2 separate regions of the Oryctolagus cuniculus genome follow, and region 2 is linked to region 1. Evidence: chromatin contacts called from public Hi-C data. All regions are on one chromosome and are shown on one strand. Each heading gives the region's core, a stretch centred on a gene start, on an enhancer-like site or on the middle of the called end of the contact. The rest is flanking DNA. Distances are from core to core; before and after follow the strand shown. Region 1 holds the start of SEMA5B (semaphorin 5B). Region 2 has its middle 64 kb from the start of SEC22A.

Evidence for each region. Hi-C and Micro-C count contacts between places; a contact is called where the count stands out from the background.
Region 2: a contact with region 1 is called in a Hi-C map of an unstated tissue, with 2.0 times the contacts expected there. The contact joins the enhancer-like site here to the promoter of SEMA5B in region 1. A contact is called at or near these places in 2 of 6 Hi-C or Micro-C datasets (ear pinna and an unstated tissue).

What each region holds. Positions count from the first base shown.
Region 1 is chr4:79,190,984-79,195,333 of mOryCun1.1, reverse strand. It overlaps SEMA5B (semaphorin 5B), which reads left to right and starts at 1,708. Exons shown (of 22, transcript XM_051818991.2): 1 at 1,708-1,989.
Region 2 is chr4:79,433,066-79,437,716 of mOryCun1.1, reverse strand. No RefSeq gene overlaps it. Among named protein-coding and RNA genes, the nearest start is that of SEC22A, 64 kb to the right of the region's middle. Within about 2 kb of position 2,931, at least 1 of the 8 cell types and tissues checked has an H3K27ac peak or open chromatin away from gene starts, as enhancers often do.

The DNA.
Region 1 (4,350 bases), core at 459-2,958:
AGGCATCCTAAGTGATATTTAACCACTGTGCCCAATGCCTGCTCCCACACATTTTGTTTAGCAAGGACAGAAATACATGCCAGAGTTCTGCAGGAACTAGGGATGTATGTGTGTGGGGGGGGTACACTCATAGCAGTGGGGCTTCCACAGTGGAGATCAAATACCTGCCCCTCCCAGCCTGGGACTCTGGGAGAAGGGGCTCCCCCAACCCAGATGTGCAAAATGTTAGGTTTGCCCTCCACACCCAGCATTGCCTTTGCTGATTCCGGGGCACAGGCCAACAGGCTGGGATGCCCTGATGTGCCCTTTTCTTCTACTTCTCTGTCGTCACGTCCAGAGTGTGCTTTTACCTTTGCAAGTTCCTCTGCGGCCCAGTCCTCATGAGACTCAGCATTTCTGTTGCCCCAGGAGCTCTTTCTCTCTGCACTCTTGTGCTCCCTCGCTCCTTACAGCATCTCATACACTCCTCGCTTGCATTCAGCAGGCACCCTTTGATCCCCAGCTTCCCGGCCCAACTGCTTCCTCCCACTTTGGCTCAGAGGTGGGGCTGGCGGCCCCGGGCCCTCTCTGAGGCTTTAGCTCCGCACTCTGCTTTCTCCTGGGCTTGCGGTGTAGACTGCTCCACTCGGCCTTTGTTCTAACTCTCCAATTCCTAGCACCCCGCAGAAAGTCCTTCCACCTTCTCCCTCCTCGAACTTATTAATTTCCATCGCACAGTGCTCTGTGGCTCCCCCTCACAGCCACACTCTGCCGCTTTCGCGGTGCGGGTCCTTTGTCTTACTCTCCCTTTCTTAGGTCACCTTTTTTTTCTTGCAAGTACCGCTGTTGTTCGGCAGAGGGCTCCCTTCGCAGCCTCCCGCAGCCCGGGCAGCTCGGATGTGCAGCCTGCCCCTCGCTCTTTCCCTCCCGCCGTCCAGCCTTCCCAAAACACCCGCTCCCACAAACTTGGAAGCAGCTCCGCCGAGCTCGTGGGCCCGCGCCGAGCCGGGGACGCCCCTTCGCCTCCCCGCACCACCCGTCGCCTGGGCGTCCTCCCGTGTGGGTTTGCTCACTGCTCCTCCTCCGTGTTCTTCACAATTCTGCAGGGTGCCTGTCGGCAAGCCCAACGCACAGCCGAGGAAACTCGGGCTCAGAGAGGTTCTCTCACGAGGCCCGACCAGCGAGCCTCACCACCGGGCGGACCCGCTGTGGCTTCCCCACCATGCCTGGCAGCCTGGCCCCATCGCTGCCGCTGCAGTTCGTCGCAGAGCCCCCAGTTCCGTGCGCGGTCCTCCCCACCTGGGGTCCACAGGCAGGAAGACCGCTCCGGGCTAGCGGGGTTGGGGCGTTCGCGAGCCCGGGGCAGGGGGCAGTCAGGTGCCGAGATGGGGGCAGCCAGACGGCGAGGCAGGATGTGGCAGAGGCGGCGGGCGCCCAGGGACCTGGGTGTCGCCGCTAAGGATGCCGGCGGGGCGGGGGTGCCGTGCGCCCTCCCGGGGACGCGCGCTGGGCACGCACTGCGCCCCCTCGCGCTGCCTGCGCGCCCGGGCCGGCCGGTGCAGCGCCCGCCGCCGCAGGTCCCCTCCAGCCCCCTCCCCTCGGCGCTCGCGCACCCCCCCCCTGCTCTGCCCTCGCTCCCAACTCCTCCCCCTGCGCCGCGCCCTCCCTCCGCCGGCTCCCTCGGCCTCCCCCTCCCAGCTTCTCCGGCGCGCCGGGTCGGGAGCTAGTTGGAGCGCGGGGGTTGCTGCCGGAGCCCAGCGCCGCCGAGCCGGGCGGGTCGGCTGCGCGTCCAGCGGCTGGCTGCCGGAGGAGCCGAGCGCAGCGGGGTCGGAACTGCTCAAGAGCGCCGAGCCAGGGGTCGGGGGTCGGGGGCCGGGGGCCGGGGGGCCGCTCCAGCGCGGTGGCCCCATTCCCGGACGGGCCGCCGGCCCGCCTGGCTCGCCCCTGCCGCTTCGCGCCGCCGGGAGCCGGGAGCCGCCAGGAACCCGCACCTGCGCCCGAAGCCGGGAGGTGAGTCCCGCGAGCCCCGGGCGCTTCCCCCGCACGGGCTGGGGCTGCGAGTTGCAAACTTCAGCAACTCTGGTGGGTAGAGGGGTGGAGGCCCGGGGGCGCCCGCTGAGTTGGAGACTGGTGGGGAGGCTGCGGGCACGAGGACCGGGTGTACACGGGCTCCTGTGCCTCCCGCTGCCACCTCGCCTTAAGCGCCCTCGGCAGCACCGCGTTCCCGCCGCCCACCCTCCCGCTCGCTCGTTGGCTCCGGGTCCCGGTGGTACTGCGCCCTCCCCGGGCTGCGGTCAGCGCGTGGGGGGCTGCAGCCGCGTGGAAGACGTGGGGCCCGGGCCTGGAGGAGCACACGCCTGGGAGAGAGTGGGGCAGAGACGCCGAGACTGTCGCGGAGCGGAGCCAGGTCTCCGAGAGGGCGCGCGGGCAAAGCCGAGGGAGCCAGAGCGCGGCGGCGACGCGCGTGGGCACGCGTGGCCCGCCCAGAGCGCGAAATCTCCCCCTCAGGGCGGTCCCCGCTCGGCCGCCGGCGGGGCCCCCACGCGGCTTCTTCCTAGACCCTCTTCCAGATAACCCTGTCCAGGCCCTGCGAAACCCAAACTCTGCCCGCCAGGCCCCAGACGCGGCGGCTCGGGGCCCCGCGCTCCCGCCGTGGTCGGCGGATTGGGGCGCGGCGGCGGGAACCGGGGCCGCGAACGGCAATCTCCTGATTTATTTTTCTCATGGTAATTTGTCTTTGTGGTTGGGGCTGCCCATTCACTTTCCGCTCACGTCGTGCGGGAGATCCAGCGCGCAGGGAGGGAGGCAGCAGAGGGGACCCGGGCCCCAGCGGGGCGGGAGCCGGGAGGGAAGTGGTCTTGGGACCCCGCGGAGGATGAGGGCGCCGCCGAGCGCGCCGGGCCGAGCGGAGCGGGCTCCTGCGCTGGCCGCGAACTTTAAACCACTGGGAGGACCACCTGAAGCGCCGTGCCTGGCCCTGGTCACCTACCCGGGCGCACGCCTGGCGCGAGCGGGCCTCGAGTCTGGAAATGGGGGAGAGGTCTCTGTCGGCTTCTGCCGCGACCCTGCCTTGCGCTCTGGCCTGTGGGTAGGGCGGCGGGACGGCCAACCTGCCTCCCAGGCGCGGTCCCGCTGGGGTCTCGGAACTGGGCTAGGGCCGGGAAGCTCGCGGGCGCCTGGACCCCACCACGAGGCGACCATCTCCCGCCCTAACCCTGCGGCTCCTGGCGAATCCAACCTCTTTCCCCGTCTCTCTCGAGCATCTCACCCCCCAACACACACAAACTCCAACCCCATCTCCTCATACCCCCCAGCCCCATCCACCACCCTCCCACCCCGGCTTGCCCTTGCCTCCCGACCCGGCTGCTGCCACTTTCTCTGCACTTACCCTCGCCCTCCTCGCCCTCCCTCTTGGCATTCGCTAGTGGTCTCTCACCTTTTCGGGATGGGGATGGATGACCTTGAGGAAGGGGCAGAGAGGAACTTGAGCCTTGGAACTGGGCTTCACCACCAGGGAGAAAGGGGGAGGCAGATTAAAAGCAGCTTAGGAAGAGGCCACCAGGCCTGCCCCACAGCTAGATTTCCAGCAGCCCAGAAGGGGGGTGAAATAGCCAGAGAGAGGGTCCCCATAGGGCTGTGGCTACTGCTGTTGGCCTTGACCTGGGAAGGTAGGGCTGCCTCTGGCCCTGTGGGCTTGGGGAAGGTGTGTATGTGTGTGTGTGTGTGTGTGTGTGTGTGTGTAGGGGAGAGGGGCACCTCCTGTCTGCATCTGTACAGCTGCCGCCACCTGGTCAGGAAGGAACGGCAGATCTTCCATCTCTTTTCTCTTTCCAGGAAGGCCGTGCCAGAGCCTTCCTCCTCCGGAGCTAACGACAGCCACCATTATCATCACTGTGGGCATCCAGCACTTCATAGGCAGTGCCCCATGTAGATGCTGGTAGATACAAAGAAGTGCTGGGCGGAGAGGCGCTAAATGCATCAGTTTGATCCCCCAAGACACTTGGCTGTGTCTGGGGAGGAGATACACACAGGAAGCTGTATCAGCAGTAGGAGGCAGCAAGGGCTGCACGGCTCACGATGATGTGAAAAGGCTCCAGAGAGGACTGGGCAGAGGGGGAGCCGGCAACCGTTTCCCCACTGACTGGATGGGGAGAGTGAGACAGGAGAAGGCGCAGAGTGGGAGGGCTTCCCCTCCCACTTCTCCTGCTGAGAGACTGGAAAGGCAGAAAAGCCCTGAGGTCCAGTCTTGCTCTACGGCTTGACCCTCTCAGTGGGGACTGGGGGAACCCGGGAAACTTTCCTCCGTTAGTCGCTTCCCGCTGAGGCCCAAAGCTGGGAGAGGGCTTGGCGACTGTCTCCGTCAGGGGAATC
Region 2 (4,651 bases), core at 1,682-4,181, 240 kb before region 1:
CACCTCCCCGTCCACGCACACACACTCACCAGGGGCCCTAGAGAGCAGCTGGGGCAGCTGCTATCCAACAGTGCCCAGTAGTGCAGATTAGAATATCACAGTGAGGTGTGTCAGGGCCAAAATGCCAGTGAGGCTCCCAGAGACACTTTCATCTTGCACACATGCTCCAGGGCCGTGGGGACCAGGGGGCACTGGAAGGCACAGGTGAGTCAGGATTTTGTTAATGTATGCAAAGCACCGGGTATACAGCAGGTGTTTGGCAACTGCAAGTCCACTGGTTCCTTCTCGTCTTTGGATGCGTCCCTGGTGCCCTACGCAGAAGTATGCGCAAGGGGCTGGCTCCCTGCCTGCTCGGTGTGTCCAGCAGACCTTGCCTCAAGTGGTCATTTTGGAACAACTCTGCAAGCACTGGTCCCACTGGGGTGTCTGTAATTTAGAAGACCCGGGCCACTTTTCAAATAACAGTAGCAGCACAAAGAGCACCCAAAGGTGGAGGCCATGGCTTTCCTAGCACCGTGTGCTTCCTGACACATTCCTCATGGCGCCCCCACCTCACCCATGAAGAAGCCAAGGCAGAAGGGCTAAGTGATGTGCTGGGGTCGCAGTGCTGCTGAAGTGCAGGCTAAGGAGGCTGGCTCTGAACCCTTAATCACTATTCTACGTCGCAAAGAGTCACCTCCTCTCTTTCGGTTGTTTTCAGTACAGGGGCCACTTGAACCAGAATTCCCACAAAGGGACTTCAAGTCAAAGAACAAGTCCAGGGGCCAGCACTGTGGTGTAGCAGGTAAAGCCACCGACTGCGGCACCAACATCCCATGTGGACGCTGGTTTGAGACCTGACTGCCCCATTTCCTATTCAGCTCCCTGCTAATGTGATTGGGAAAGCAGCAGAGGATGGCCCAAGCATTTGGAGCCCTGTATCCTCATGGGAGACCTGGAAGAAGCTCCTGGCTCCTGGCTTCAGCCTGGCTCAGTGCTGCCCATTGTGGCTATCTGGGGAATGAACCAGCAGGTGGAAGCACTCCCTCTCTCTAGCTCTTTCAAATAAATAAATATTTTTTTAAAAAAGGAATCACTGATGTATGCCTTAGTCTTACTACAAATACGGAACTGGATCCTTCCTTCCCCTCACACCTAAGGGGCCCACAGGGCTCTCCGTGGCCTCTCAGCCATCTGTCCTCTGTCACTGTCACACATGCAGGGATTTCAGGAAGCGATTTTATTGTCTGAAATGGTTACACGGCTGAAATTAGCATTCTTCTGGTTAAAAAGTAATGTCTGGGTCCTGTATACATAGTCCTTATGCACTTAAACACAGGCTGTTCTCCAGCTTAAACTCACTTGGTGTTGGCGAGCCAGAGCTGTGGGTAAGATGGATCTGACGGAAGTCCTGGAGACCACAAGGGCTAGACTCTGCATGTGGCCAGGTTGCTCAGTGCCCTCAGGGCTCTGGTGGCCCCAGGAGAGCTCCCCGTGGGGCGCACACTCTCAGCACCCCTGTGGTGTCGCACGTGTGCACCTGCTGCTCTCACTGCTGCACCATCGAGACCAGCTGTAGGGAACACACCGAGGCGCTGTGGCATGGAAAAACGAGCAGCGGCTTTCCAACCTCCTACACCTGTGCCCCAGCCTTGCCCGCCACACCCAGCACTCACTAGTGTGACACCACACCCAGCACAGGCCTCAGTCTGTCAAGTGCAGATGAGACTGCCCGCCAGATGCCCAGGATTAACCACGCAGACCCAGCACTGGCTCACAAACAGTGCGAGTGAGCATTCTCATCACTAGTCCCAGGCACCAGCAGAACTCAGAGCACAAGGGCAAAGTCCTTTGCCACCCAGTCTTAAAGCAAAGCACCTGGCATGGAGCAGGCGACCAAGTCACAGCTGTGCACGGGACACCAGGTGCAAACAGGCAATGGGACGTGTGAGTCCTGTGCTCCGTGAGCCTGCCGGGTGACACTCCTGCTGCTGGGCTGTGGGACGCAGGAGCAAAGGGCACATGTGAGCTGGGGGTGAGGCTGCACTGAAGGTGCCGTCTGTTGCCATGGAAACAGAACACTGTAAGGCTGGGGGGACTGATTTCAGGAACCCTGAGAACTAAGCCTGTTCTCTCCCTGAGTTTCCCACAGCCCCCAGCGGTTCACCGACACACAGGACACTTGTGTGCCCACGTGTCAGCACCACTCACTGCTGAAAAGCAAGATGCAAACCACATGGCTTCCAACTACAGTGTGACTCCAAACACAAAGTCCCCTATGAAGCCTGGTCCCTCGGGAACAAGACCCGGCAGGCGTGGCGGCCACAGCTACGGCTTCCCTTTGACAAATGCAGTGTTGCACAGGAGGCTGCCAGCTGCCAGCCTTCGGCAGTGGCCCCAGGACACTAATAACGATGATTAGACACCTCCAAGCTAATCAATGCTGGCAGGAGTGACATCTCAGCTGACTCAGCTCCCACAGACTCAGGCCGCACCTGTGCAGCTGGAGGGGTTTCTTTCCATCTTTAGCAAGGATAGCACTAACACCAACTGAAACCAAAGTTTGGGTGTTACTTTAACAGAGTAATTTTCGGTGGAAAGCCTTCATTTCCTTAGAGATCACAGAACTGGGAAATTCCAAAAAGCCTTGACCATGGACCAAGAATGTAGCCTGAAAGAATGACCTCCAATTTGTGGTAAGGCAAAGCATTCACAAGCGTGATCTGAGTGGGGGCTGCCTTTGAAACAATTGTATTCTTTTACCACAGACTACATTAGCTCTGACTTTAAGTCTGTCAACATAATGAAGACAAAGACACACACACACACACACACACACACACACACTTCATGGTGCCTTTTGGAAATCCAAATCAGTGCGTCCTTGGGTTACTCAGCGAGCTTTCTGGGACAGAAGCCAGCAAGTGCCCGGCTACAGAGTGACTAACCTCCTCTGTGACCTAGAGGGTGCTTCTTGGGTGCAGGGCCAAGCTCTGGGCTGCAGACCTGCGACAAAACAGGAGCCACAGGGGATTCCAAACATGTGTGGCCTGGCAGAAATGGAGCCAGACGCTTCCCCAGACCAGATGCACTGCGGACAGCACCACACTGAGAGCTGAGCCAGGCACACGCACGCCACACGCATTACAAAACTACAGAACTACCACAGGTTCTCCACGATTCATGGCATTTGTCTCACCTGGGTTTCCAAGCTTTAACAGATGCCTGTTTTTAGCTTAGGGCAACAATTCTCACTTATGGGAACAAAATTCTCTATAACTCTGCCCCCCACAACACAGACACATGTACACACACGTGTGTGCACACACATGCATGCACACCCCTGAAATGGAAGCCTTCGAAAGCTGACACATCAAGGTTCCACAGCACAACCATACCATGCAAATTTGTGTTAAAATACTGAGAGTTTTGCTCTTTTGAGCACCTTAAGGGACCCCTAACTGAGAACATTTGTGCAATAAGTCACTAGGAAGACTAATCTAAGCAACTAGTATGCTTTTGATCCACTGATGCAGCATGTGTAGCTCGCTTCCCTCCTGGCCTTAGCTGCCTTGGCACAAGGCAATGACCCCTCTTTCCGTTTTCACAGACCTTAACCTCCTCCCTCTTCTGTTCATATTTTAGCAATATCACTGAGTATGCCTTTTCAAACAGCACTGGGAAAGAGGCCAGGGATAAATGCATTTCGAATGCCAACCAAAAAAGTAAGCAAATGTTGCAATTATTTCTATTATTAAAAAAGAGAGTTTCAGGGCTGGTGCTGTGGCACAGCAGGTTAACGCCCTGGCCTGAAGCACTGGCATCCCATATGGGCACCGGTTCTAGTCCCGGCTGCTCCTCTTCCGATCCAGCTCTCTGCTATGGCCTGGGAAAGCAGTGGAAGATGGCCCGGGTGCTTGGGCCCCTGTACCCACATGGGAGACCTGTAAGAAGCTCCTGGCTCCTGGCTTCGGGTCAGCATAGCTCTGGCCGTTGCGGCCTTCTGGGGAGTGAACCAGCGGATAGAAGACCTGTCTCTACCTTTCTCTGTAACTCTTTCAAATAAATAAAATAAATATTTTTAAAAAAAAGAGTTTCTTTGATCTTATGTCACCCTTTAATCAAAACGTGGTATTTAAGGGCCAGGCACTTGGTGTGGTGGTTAAGCCACTTAGGATGTCCCCACCATGTATGGGGTGCCTGGGTTCATTGCGTGCCTCCCTCTCCATTCCAGCTTCTGGCTAAGGTGCTGAGATTTGCTTCCTGGGTAGAGCAGGAGTCCCGAGGGTGTGTGCAGAGCCGTGCCACCTCGCTTCCCTGGCCCTTTGTCAGCACCCTGCTTCCGGGAGGACGAGGGGAAAGAGGGGCGCTGTGCTCGCGACGCCAGGGCAGGTTGCTGCTTCTGGAAAGGCTGCCCAGGCATCCCGTGTGCTCCGAGAGAGGTCGTGACGGCTCGAGTACTTGGGGCCCTGCCACCCGCATGGGAGTCCAGGACTGAATTCCAGGCTCCTGCCTTCGGCGTGGCCCAGCCTCCCATGTTGCCGGTATCTGGGGAGCAAACCAGCAGATGCAAGATCTCTGCTTCAAACTAAATAAAAAATATGTAAAAAGCAGTATTTCAGAATTACCATGAACAAGCTAAAACACACCAAGAGCAGGCCTGGGCTCACTG